Linked DNA regions of Sus scrofa: region 2 is linked to region 1. The links are chromatin contacts, called in public HiChIP or PLAC-seq maps. All regions are on one chromosome and are shown on one strand. Each heading gives the region's core, a stretch centred on a gene start, on an enhancer-like site or on the middle of the called end of the contact. The rest is flanking DNA. Distances are from core to core; before and after follow the strand shown.

Region 1 (2,955 bases), core at 313-2,812:
TTTTAGTTGATTAAAAACTTAAAATGGGCCAAGAGTATGACTTAATTCTTAAAAAAGCTAACACAGGCTCGGGCTGTGATAACAGTTACAAGGAAGTGGAGACATCAGAAGAAAAATAGGTTTTTTTGGAAGTAAAGACAAGCAGGGAAAGAGGAAAATACAACAGCAATTAAAAGGAGATGGGGTATTGAAAAAAAAAGTTAAGGATGGAAGAGCTTTGAATATGTTTACCAGCCAAAAGGAAAGATCCGTCAGGGAGGGACAGAATACAGGAGAGAATGGATGATTAGTGATACAGGAGTCTGATGGAGCTGGAAGAAGTTGGTTTTGAACTGAAATGGGGATGCCTCAGCAGTGATGAGATTGGAAGGAAGGCCGACGGGATGGGAGTGACTACAGATAATTTGCTATGTGTGGGAAGGAATCCAAACACTTGGGAAGAGCACAGGCTAATGTTTTCAATTTGTTTGATGAAATAATACTCCAGTGGGACAGGTTCTGCTGTTTTCTGAGAGTGTGTGTGAAGAGAGAGCAATGGGGAAATTGGGGAAGTTGGAAGGGAAGGAAGGAAGAGTTCTGGACAAGATAGGATTCTTGGTCTTTGATGTGGGATCCAGAGACTGGCAGGTTTCTTCTCAGTCTCTTTAAGATCAACACCCACTAGGGAGCTCAGAATCTTTTGAGCCTCTGCTGGCTTTCCCTCCTGGCTCAGGACTGCTAGACCAGGCTCAGTGTCAGGGATATGCTCAAGAACCGCCCCCCCCCCTTTTTAAATTTACCTGAAGTGGAATTCTTAAATTTATTCATGAAAAAAAAGTACGTGAGAAACAATCATTTTGAAAAACATATTCTTATTCTTGTAATGCATAACTCTTCCTGCTAAAACTAATGCCTTTGGTGCAACTACTAAGCAGACAGTCGAACTTACAGAAAAGTAAGAGTTGCAAAATAATGAAATGCAGATGAATCTCACTGATACAACTCTTTTTCAGACAATGGTTAAAATGAAGGCGAAAAGAGTTTCAAAATAAATTATTAATAATCAGACTTTTGAGTGCCAGAAGGTCATGAGAAATCATTAGCCATTCCACAAACGTTGAGGGCTAGGCGAGAGTAGGGTAATACCCATGAGGAATAAGCTCTTCTCTGTCCTCACGACATCACGGAAGAAACGCTGAGTGCAAAAATTAGTATCTATAACAGAAAGATGAGGCGAGCTACATCCTCCAACAAGCTAAATATGAGGAGAGGTACAAACTGCAGGAAGGTGATTGAAAAAAGTCACGTCCTTTCGTCCTGAGAGTAGGCGCTTGATTTCATGAAGAATTTCAAGGAAATAGTGTAGGAGTCAAAGATTCAGACACTGTAAAGTAACTCCCACCACCCACCACCCACCTCCCACCTCCCACCTCCCACCTCCCACCTCCCACCTCCCACCTCCCACCTCCCACCTTTGACGATTCAGGGTTGCGGGCATGCCCATGCGCGTGCACGCCGGGGCGGATCCGGCCCAGGGCCTTTGAGGACGTCACCGCGAGAGGGCGCGCGCCCTCACCTGTCTGCGGAAGTCCCGCCTCCATTTCCGGCGGCGGAAGAGGCGGACGGCTAGCGGCAGCTTCCGGCCGACGGTGTTGCTTGTTTTGCACGTGTGTCGCCCCTTTGGAATTCCTGGATTACCTTTGCTCTTGGCGAATTTGTCTGGCCGGGATTCCGTGCAGACTTAAGGATGAAGGCTGTAAGTGTCTTTAGAAGCTCGCGGTTTAGGGCCCCTTTGGCTCACAGAGGCGCGGCTTACTGTAGCTTTTCGACGGGTTTTTGCCCTTGTGTGGGGTTTGGTGGCCTAGATTAGGGGCTTCTTTCTGACTCTTTATGCGCTGTCAGCTTCCCCGCCCATAGACCTGGCTCCTTCTTCATCGCCCACTGTGCGCTCTTGGCTGTTGGGGGCCACAGTGAGACTAGCACGGAATCTTGTATTCGCAGGATGTCACACTTGAATGGTCCTTCGAGACTATCTTTGGAACATGTTATTTTACAGATGGCAAGCGAGGTCCTGTCTTCAATGAGCTTATGTGTCGTGGGACCTGAGATAAGACCCCCGGCCCCCCTTTTCCCCGTAAAGGGTAAGGGAATAGGAAGCAAGTGAATTTTGATACAATGACCTTCAAGAAAGTTGTGATCCGCATACCGAAGCTCAGTTTTGCTTTCCTTAGTTTAAAGGTCTTTGACAAGTCTCCTAATCTCTTTAAGACGTAGCTTCATCAAAATACGAGGAAAACAGCAATCATTACTTAATTAGGCTGTTGGGGGTAATATGTTAGAGCACTTTGTGAACAGTAAAGTGATATGTAAATGGCAGTTGTTATTGCTAAAGACACCTGGCATTTTGCTCTTAATATGCCAAACTACAGATGTTCAGCTATCCTTGAGTAACCCTTTACCACTAGCTCAGTGGTTCTTCACCTTTTTTGGAGTCTTAGACTCTTTTGAGCAGCTGTGGATTCTGGTCACAGGAAGAACCTGCAGCTGAATAACTGACGATCTAGTGCCATTCTGTAGGATTAATGCCACAGTTTGGTTTTAGCTCTTATATGCAAGGCCTATGGCTGGGAGATGTTAAAATTGTGGAATTGGTCTAATGAAATTTAAAATCAATTCTCTTTAATCTGATTTTTAAAATAAAGTAATTTAAATTTCTGCATATACAGTGGTCCTTTTGTTTTTTTCTAGAGACGAAATAAAAAACAGGTCCCAAGCTTTCGGAAATTGCTAAAAACTAGTAAAGTCAAGCTTGAAAACAAACTAAAAAACAAACAACTTAAACAACAAAGCACTCAGAAGAAATACCGAAAAGAACAGAGGAAACTAAGGCAAGCTGTAAAAGATGCTGTGTCTAAGAAACCTATTCCATTGGAGGACCCAAAGAAAAAACATCGAGGTAATTGGGAAGCATTCCCA
Region 2 (2,700 bases), core at 17-2,516, 72 kb before region 1:
TTAATGAACCTGACTAGCATCTATGAGGACGTGGGTTCAATCCCTGGCCTCACTCAGTGGGTTAAGGATCTGGCGTTGCTGTGGCTATGGTGTAGGCCAGCAGCTACAGCTCCAATTGGACCCCTGGTCTGGGAACCTCCATATGCCGTGAGTGCAGCCCTAAAAGACAAAAAAAAAAAAAAAACTCTTGAAAGACATAAGTAAACCAAAACTGACTCAAGAAGAAAGAGAAGATGTCACAGCCCTCTATCAATTAAAATGTTAAATTTATAATTAAAAAGCTATTCAACAACAACAACAAAAAACTGAGCATTCTTGGTTTATGTCAGTAATTCTCAAGTGAAGTCAACTTTGGCCCCAGGGAATGTCTGGCAAAAATCTAGAGACATTTATGATTGCCACAACTGTGAAGGGAGGCTACTGGCATTTACTCGGCAGAGGCCAGGAATGCTGCTCAATCCTACTCTGCACAGGAATCCACCTTTCCACCCAAGAAAAATTACATGACCCAAAATGTCAACAGTGCTGAGGTCAAGAAACCCTGGCTTAGATAATTTCACTGCCAAGTTCTATCAATCATTTAAGGAAGAAAAAAAATACTATCTACACAAATTCTTTTGTAATAGAGAAGAAGAAACAGCTCTCAATTCACCTAGTGATTCCAGCATTATCCCAACACCAAAATCAGATACTAAAAGAAAATTACAGACCAGTATATCAAATGAAAATGGAGGTTGGAATTCCCATTGTGGCTCAGTGGGTTAAGAAACTGACTAGTATCCATGAGGATGGGGGTTTGATCCCTGGCCTCACTCAGCGGGTTAAGGATCCCGTGTTACTGTAAGAGGCAGCAGTAGGTTGCTGATGTGGCTCAGATTCAGTGCTGTCGTGACTGTGGACTTGGATGGCAGCTACGGCTCCAATTCAACCCTCGCCCAGGGAATTTCCATATGCTGAAGGTGCAGCCCTAAAAAGAAAAAAAGAAAAAAAAAAAAGAAAGCAAAAAAAAAAAAAATACTAGCATTTGAACTCCTAGTTTCTGCTCCAGCACATAAAAAGCTTACAAGTTACCAACCCATTTAATAAGTAAAAAGCTGAACAAATTAAAACAAACAAATAACTCTTCTTAGATTCCTCAGAGACAAGAGGTCACAGGGAAAACTGCTGCCCCCAAAATGAGAAACAGATAAATGAATATAGAGAATCACAACTTACCAGAGTAGAAATCTATGACGAAATGTCTGTGGAAACCACTGCCAGGGTAGAAAAATAGGAACTGTAATTGACGAACTGCTGGAGGCTCAATGTGAACAGGTCTGAGAGCTAAAACTCCAAGAGAACCCAGTCCCACACACCTTTGCAAGCTTTACCTCTGGAACTCTCATCAGGCCCTGACAGTGATGGTCAGAGAAAAAAATAAATAAATAAAAACAAAAACAAAAAAAACCCATGTGCTTCCAGCAGAAAGAGAAAAGGAACTATTTTGAAATACACTAGAGCATTTCGTTAACAAAGGAGAAACTATTTCACTAGAGCCTAATCTGTTGGGGTTTTATCAGAGCCTAAGCTTCCCAGGGAAAGGAAAGTGCCCAACTCCAGCCCACTCTAGCTATCCTCTCCCACCTAAGTAGGGAGGGAGACTGAGAAGCACTGGTGAAGTTCACAGTCCAGGGCCACAGGATCACCAAGACTGGGAACTAATCACAGGAATATACAACAATTTTCCTCCCCCCGACATTATCACTATATTACTAATGGTCTATTTACTAAAGTTCCTCTTATCCAGCACATCACATCCACTCTTCAACAGAAAATTACAAGACATATTAAAAAGTAAAAAAAAAAAAAAAAAAGAGTAGAGACTGACCACGCATCAGAACCAGTCAGATATGTTAGAAATGTCAACATTAGTAAAGCAGGGATTTTTAAATACTATAATTAATATGCTAAAGGCTTTAATGGAAAAAGTAGACAGCATGCAAGAACTGATGAATAATATAGGCAGACAAATGAAAATTCTAAGAAAGAATGAAAAAGAAATGCTAGAGATTAAAAAAAAACCATAATGTGAGAAAAAAGAATGTACACATGTACCGGGTCACCTTTCTGTGCAGTAGAAAACTGACAGAACACTGTAAATCAGCTATAATGGAAAAAATAAAAATTATTGTTAAAAAAAGAAAAAATAAATACATTTAAAAAACCCCTACAACAAAAATGAACCATGCCTTTGATGGGCTCATTAGCAGACTGCAAACAGCTGAGGGAAAAAATGCTAGAGGATCTCTCATTAGAAACTAGAGGATCTCTCATTAGAAACCTCCAAAACTGAAAAACAAAGAGAACAAAGTCTAAGAAACACTGAACAGAATATCTCAGTACTACAGGACAACTACCAATATATGGGTAATGGGAGTATCAAAAGAAGGAGAGGAAAAGGAGCAAAAGCAATAGCTGAAGCAATGATAACAAGGAATTTCTACAAATTAATGTCAATACCAAACCACAGATCCAGGAAGTTCAGAACACCAACTAGGATAAATGCCCAAAAAATTACACCCAGCCATATCATTTTAAACTGTAGAAAATCAACGACAAAAAAAAAAAAAAAAAAAAAAAATCTTGAAAAAAGCCGGAAGTTTAAAAAAAATACTTCCTATCCCAAAGATATGAATTACATTCAACTTCTCCTCAGTAGCC

The links. HiChIP or PLAC-seq counts read pairs in DNA pulled down with a chosen protein or histone mark.
Region 2: a contact with region 1 is called in an H3K27ac HiChIP or PLAC-seq map of alveolar macrophages. The contact joins the enhancer-like site here to the promoter of TBC1D12 in region 1. A contact is called at or near these places in 11 of 47 Hi-C or Micro-C datasets (embryonic fibroblasts, epiblast stem cells, fibroblasts and 5 more) and 1 of 2 datasets of contacts at active chromatin or transcription factors (alveolar macrophages).

What each region holds. Positions count from the first base shown.
Region 1 is chr14:105,804,991-105,807,945 of Sscrofa11.1, reverse strand. TBC1D12 (TBC1 domain family member 12) reads right to left here and starts at 1,562. Exons shown (of 13, transcript XM_005657433.3): 1 at 1,452-1,562. The coding sequence starts at 1,483. NOC3L (NOC3 like DNA replication regulator) reads left to right here and starts at 1,638. Exons shown (of 21, transcript NM_001144115.1): 1 at 1,638-1,735; 2 at 2,728-2,935. The coding sequence starts at 1,727.
Region 2 is chr14:105,877,202-105,879,901 of Sscrofa11.1, reverse strand. All of the region lies in intron 2 of TBC1D12 (TBC1 domain family member 12), which reads right to left. Among named protein-coding and RNA genes, the nearest start is that of TBC1D12, 72 kb to the right of the region's middle. Within about 2 kb of position 1,266, at least 2 of the 83 cell types and tissues checked have an H3K27ac peak or open chromatin away from gene starts, as enhancers often do. A contact at or near this core is called in alveolar macrophages, where this site is marked.